2 separate regions of the Sus scrofa genome follow, and region 1 is linked to region 2. Evidence: chromatin contacts called from public HiChIP or PLAC-seq data. All regions are on one chromosome and are shown on one strand. The core of a region is the stretch at or near the end of the contact, and the rest is flanking DNA. Distances in the headings are between cores, read along the strand shown.

Evidence for each region. HiChIP or PLAC-seq counts read pairs in DNA pulled down with a chosen protein or histone mark.
Region 1: an H3K27ac HiChIP or PLAC-seq map of alveolar macrophages shows a contact between it and region 2. The contact joins the promoter of GBA2 here to the promoter of FAM214B in region 2. A contact is called at or near these places in 1 of 5 promoter capture datasets (liver), 2 of 47 Hi-C or Micro-C datasets (mesenteric adipose tissue and skeletal muscle) and 2 of 2 datasets of contacts at active chromatin or transcription factors (alveolar macrophages and skeletal muscle).

The regions. Positions count from the first base shown.
Region 1 is chr1:236,466,438-236,469,137 of Sscrofa11.1, reverse strand. It overlaps GBA2 (glucosylceramidase beta 2), which reads left to right and starts at 1,251. Exons shown (of 17, transcript NM_001258385.1): 1 at 1,251-1,784. The coding sequence starts at 1,450. RGP1 (RAB6A-GEF complex partner protein 2) reads right to left here and starts at 842. Exons shown (of 9, transcript XM_003480545.4): 1 at 718-842; 2 at 256-390. The coding sequence starts at 371.
Region 2 is chr1:235,905,801-235,908,500 of Sscrofa11.1, reverse strand. It overlaps FAM214B (protein FAM214B), which reads left to right and starts at 1,359. Exons shown (of 9, transcript XM_013986310.2): 1 at 1,359-1,446.

The DNA.
Region 1 (2,700 bases), core at 2-2,501, 560 kb before region 2:
TCCATTCCAGAGAATCCAGAACCCCAGAGAGAAACCATTAAATCCGGAAAAATATATTGGGAGTAAAAAGGAGAATGGGGGATGAGAGAAGAAAGGAGAGTAGAGGGTTATGTCACCCACACCTGTTAAATAGCCCTTTCCTGCAATGAGAGCACAATGAGCAACAAAGTGATGATGTAGCTATAGGCAGCTCAGCACTATAGATACCAGGCTTCCTCCCAGAAGGACCACCGTCTTCAGTATCAGCATCCCCACCTGGATGCAGACGTGGCCGTAGGCGGCAGGGGGTTGGTGACAGTCACCACACACTCCAGCGCTTCCCCCGCCAGAAACACAGGACCTCTGCTCAACTCTGCTACTACTTCAATCATGGCAGCTCCGGAATCGGATCTGGAAGGAAACAAGGGGTGTCAGAGGTCAGTACCACGGCAGGGAGGGGTGTCTCAGGCGAGCCCGGGGGTGAAGACCGAGGAAACGGGGCGTTCAGCACCACGGTGTCAGAGGTAAGCGCCCAGATTTGGGATGCGGGAAGGCGGAAGGGAGGTCCGGTGGCAGGTGTCTCGGCACTGCGGAGGGGGAGGGCGTCGCTCGGGGTCCCGGGCCCCCGCCCCTCTCAGCGCCCGGTCAGTCCCCCTACCCCGACAGAACCCCCAGGCCGCCTCCGCCCCTTTCCCTCGAGGTTCCAGGCCTCAGTCCAGGGCAAGGGCCGCCCGTCACCTCGCGCCCCTGGCCCGAACACCTTGCACGGTCGAAACCGGGGGCTTGGTGCACCGAGGCCCTCCGCCGCCCACCTCTCCTGGACCCGGCCAAGTGCTTGGCTGCGGCCGCAGCAGAGGCGGGACTTCCCTCGGTCCTCCTTCCCCCTCCCAGCCCCTTCCGACCGGAAGTGCCGGGCCGGCTGGGCCGGAAGGGGCTCGAGTGGTCCAGCCGCCGTGGGTCACCTTCCCACGGGCTGGCGCCCCGGCGCTGGCGCTGCCCGACACCGGCCGGCGGGACCCGGCGCCCACCCCTGGGGGGCCTGGTGCTGCAGCCCCGGGACGGGACCGAGGCTGCCGCGAGCTCCCAGGCGGGTCCCGGGGGCGGTGCCTGGCGGGCCGGTCCCCGGGACTCCTCCCCTCTCCGCGGGCAAAGTCGCCCTTTGGCCGGGCCAGCTAATCACCACGGCCCAATGACGTCGAGGCCCGATCCTTCCCGCCCAGGGCCCAGAGAGACGACCGAGGACGAGACCCTGGCGGCTTTATTGCTGTCGCCGCCGCCGCCGCTGCAGCCACAGCTCCCCGGCTCCACGGAGACACCAGCTCACCTCAGCTTTCCCCAGCGGGCAGCCCTCGGAGACGGCACCTAACAGCAGTCCGCGCCCGCGTCTGGGCTTGGCTGGCCAGATACTTTGTACCAGAAAGCTCGGGACCCGAGACTACCGAGGTCGTGGGGATCCAGGATCCAGGAAACATGGGAACCAGAGTCCCAGCCTCGGAGCCGACCAGCTGTGCCACAGGGGATCCGCAGACTTATTACCCTGAAGATATTGGAGGCACTGAGACTGCGCAGGTTACGGACTGCCAGAACCCTGAGGACAATCAACCCCAAAATGAGCCGAGCCACAGCAATCCAGAGGACTCTGGGCAGCTGATGGTTTCCTATGAGGGTAAAGCGGAGGGCTACCAGGTGCCTCCCTTTGGCTGGCGCATCTGCCTGGCTCATGAGTTTGCAGAGAAGAGAAAACCCTTTAATGCCAACGACATCTCCCTGAGCAACCTGATAAAGCATTTTGGGATGGGCTTGAGGTGAGTAGATCCCATTGCCTAAAATAACTTGTGCCTGGCTTTGTTCTAGCAGAGGCAGGAAAGTAAGGGGGGTGCTTTGTTCTAGTCTGGTGGCCCCATCCCCAACATATTCTAAACCACTGGTTCCGGCTGGTGAGATTAGGTCACATTTCTTTGCAACCCTCTTCCTTCCAGGAACTCATCTTTTTAGCAAAAAAAAAACAGGAGCATGTGGACCTTTTGGTCAGTCTTACCCATTTAGGCTGTCTCACAGACTCCCTCTTTTCCAAAGACTGCCCTTTGGGATTATACTTTGTGGCAAGATAGGAAAGAATATTCTAGGGGATATGGTACTGATACATTGTTGTGTCATGGGGGGGGGGCGTTCTCAGCCCCACATTCCCCTGAGCAGCTGGAATATTTATTGACCCTCATTTCGGCACAGCATTTTACAGCCCCAACGCCCATCAGCTTCTTTCCTCATCAGTTTTGGCTCCAAGGAGTGTGTGAGAGGCTGCTTGCTCTCAGCCCTAAAGAGAGGGCAGGCGATAAGAGATGTTCTAGAATAGACAGCCCCTGATATAAAAAGCAAAGAAGACCTTTGGCCAGGGAGGCACTGCCTTAGGTGTCCCCAGAGCTTAGTAATGATCTTCCAGAGCATTTCCTTATCTCTCCCCCACAAGTGGTGCAGACACTCCAAGAGCTTACCCTGAACTGTAGAACTCCTCCAGATCCCTCGATTCCCACTGGATTCAAAAAACTAGTGATGGAGCCAAGACCTATTAACAGGAACAAGTGGCCGTAGGACAGAAAGCATCATCCTGAGTCAGTCTACAGAGTAAACACAGAGCTGGGGAGGGAGGCTTAAAGTTTGGGAAATCCAGCCCTGGCAGCCTCAACGTAGGGCATCCTTCTTTTCTGCAGTCAGTGCTGTGGG
Region 2 (2,700 bases), core at 110-2,609:
GCTGCCATCTACCGGTAGCTGGCAAGCATCGACTCCCCATTGCTATCTCCAGAACCCAAAGGGTTGCGGGAAGTTGGAGAGTAGAATCAAACGCTAATTAAATTACAGAAGTGTAAATGTCACATAGTTTTTGTTTTGTTGTGTTTTGTTTTGCCTTTTTTTTAAAGGGCCGCACCCACGGCATATGGAAATTCCCAGACTACGGGTCAAATCAGAGCTGCCGCAGCTGCCAGCCTACACCACAGCCCACAGCAACACCAGATCCTTAACCCATAGGATTGAACAAAGCCAGGGACTGAACCTGCATCCTCATGGATACTAGTCGGGTTAGTTACCGCTGAGCCACAACAGAACTCCTGTCACATAGTTGATTTGACACGTGCAAAGCAAAGGCTCTACTTTTCTTCAGTGATTGCAGGCTCCCCTTACTCTGTAGTAACACTTAGGCTCATGAATTTCACAGACGACTCTCTGACCTATCTCTACAGGTACACATCTGACTCTTACTTCTTGTCTCCCAGAATTCAGACTCTCTTGAACAGAGTAGGCTGCAGAAATTATTCATCCTCACAGAGTTGAGACCCCGTCAACCAGATTTGCGCATTTTTACAGAACCCTGAGACCCCTTGTGCTACTTTGCAAGTCCCACAGACCTCCCCCATTAAGGCAAATACACGCGCTAACGCAGACGGCTTCACTAAGAGGCTCAAGTTCCGCAGGCTGCTCACACCAGCGCAAAAGCTTGAGAGGGCCTCATTCAGGCTCGGCGCCTTCAGGCTAACGCTTTGACCCTGGCTCTGGCTCCCCACCTCCAGCCTAATCCGGTCAGCCTAGGCCTCACACAGAGGGCACATGCCCCGCCCATCTAAACCTGTCATCACAGAAGCCGCACGTGGCCGGGGTGGGACCTCAGGCGACCTGCAGCCATCACTTTGTCTCCTCCACCATCCATTGGGACCACCACCACCAATCAGAGCCAGCGGTTCCCGGCTGGAGAGCGGGCGCCGGGGTGAGGCTAGTGGGAGAAGGGGCGGGGGGAGAAGAGGCTCAGAGATCTGAGGGGGCTAGCGTTGGAAAGGAGCTTGGCACCGGTTCTGCCAGGCTGGAATCCGAGTGGGCGGGTCCTAGTGACAAGCAAGGAGACCAAAAAGGGGCGGGGATTGGAGGGGACGACGGGCAAGCAGTGTTCAATGGGGAGACGCCGAGAAGACGAGAAGGGGCGGGGCCTTAGAGGGGGCGGGACCTGTATTACAGGGGAGGAGCCCCAGGAATTACAGAAACTAGGAAAAAGGACAAGCGGGGTGGGGGGGGAAGGTGGGAGGTGGGACAGGGGGAGGGTGGGTCTTGTCGTTGCGGGGGCGGGGCTCGCACCAAAGGGGCGAGGTTTGCCGGAGGAGGCTGCAGCTGGGGCAGCTGTGTAACTGCCCCAATCCACTACCTCCCCAGGTGCAGCGGGACTCACGGAACTGCAGGTGTGGGGTGGGGTGCGTGTGGAAGAAGGGACAAGGACCGGGGTGCGCTTGGGCAGACATGAGGAGGTGGGGATCGCTTTAGGGAAGGAGAGAATTGGGAGAAATGCTGGGGTAGGGTGGAGTAAAGCAGAGTTAGGGGAGGAGCTGGGGCTCACTGTGTGGGCTAGGAGGTGCATTCTCCGGTAGCCCTTGTGGGGGAGGGGCGGGAGTGCTTTGTGAGGGTGGGAAGTACTAGGTAGGGGGTGAAGTCTTTATCTTGAAGTGGAGGGTTGGAGAAGATACTTGAGGAGGAGGGACTCTGAAGGAGCTTAGGGGGAAAGGGAAGAGGGGGTGTTGTGTGATGGAGAAGGGCTGGTGGTCCAGAGTGTGGGAGGGACAGATGGCCTGTGTGGAGGAAGAAGGGATGGGGCTGTGGGCACTCTGCGAAGGGAAGGGGTTGCAGGCCCCAGCTGGGGAGGGAAGAACCCCTAGTGCTTTGAGAAAGTGTGGGGGCATTATAGAGATTCCAGGAAGATGTTTGTGTCCTGTGTTTTAGGAATGAGGGTGATGAAATTGCTGGGGTGAAGAAGCCCGTCTGCAGTGCTCCTGGCTCCTCAACTCCTAACTCCACCTTCAGGCCTGAGCACTCTTAGAGAGGATCTAGGCCCCACTTGCCACTAGGGCTTGTGCGACCTTCTCAGGCAGCTCTGGATCTGTCTGGCTGAGTCTGGGTTTTTTGGTTTCTTTTTTTCCCCCTTCGTTGGTGTCTCTGGGGACCCTTCCCCCATTCTGTTCCTGTTAACCCCCCACTCTAGTTCCTGTTCCTTCTAGAAGCTTGCCTTGGTCCCTGTCTTCCCCCACCTCCCCCACTTTGCTCTGCCCTTATGTTCTGGGTGTGCTCATTTCCCACTTCCTTCCTCGCCCTGGGGCCTGGCCCGGTCCTTGCATGTCTAGGAGCTGTGCCTGCCCCAGACTTTGTACTCAGTGGCCAGAGACCTAATAATTAGCAGCAAGGCCCAGACCCCACCCTCACTACTACCAAGGTCTTTCCCAGCAGGCCCCCAAGTGAATGGTAGACACATTTTTACCACTTGCCACAAATGAAATTTCCCCACACTTTTCCTTCTCCTGGGTAGGTAACATTGCGACCGTCAAAAATTCTGGGTGTCTGTAGGAGGGGAAAATAATAAGTACTAAGGGTCTTTGATGCATGTTTGGAGAGGTGGGTCACTATTGTCATTTGAACTTG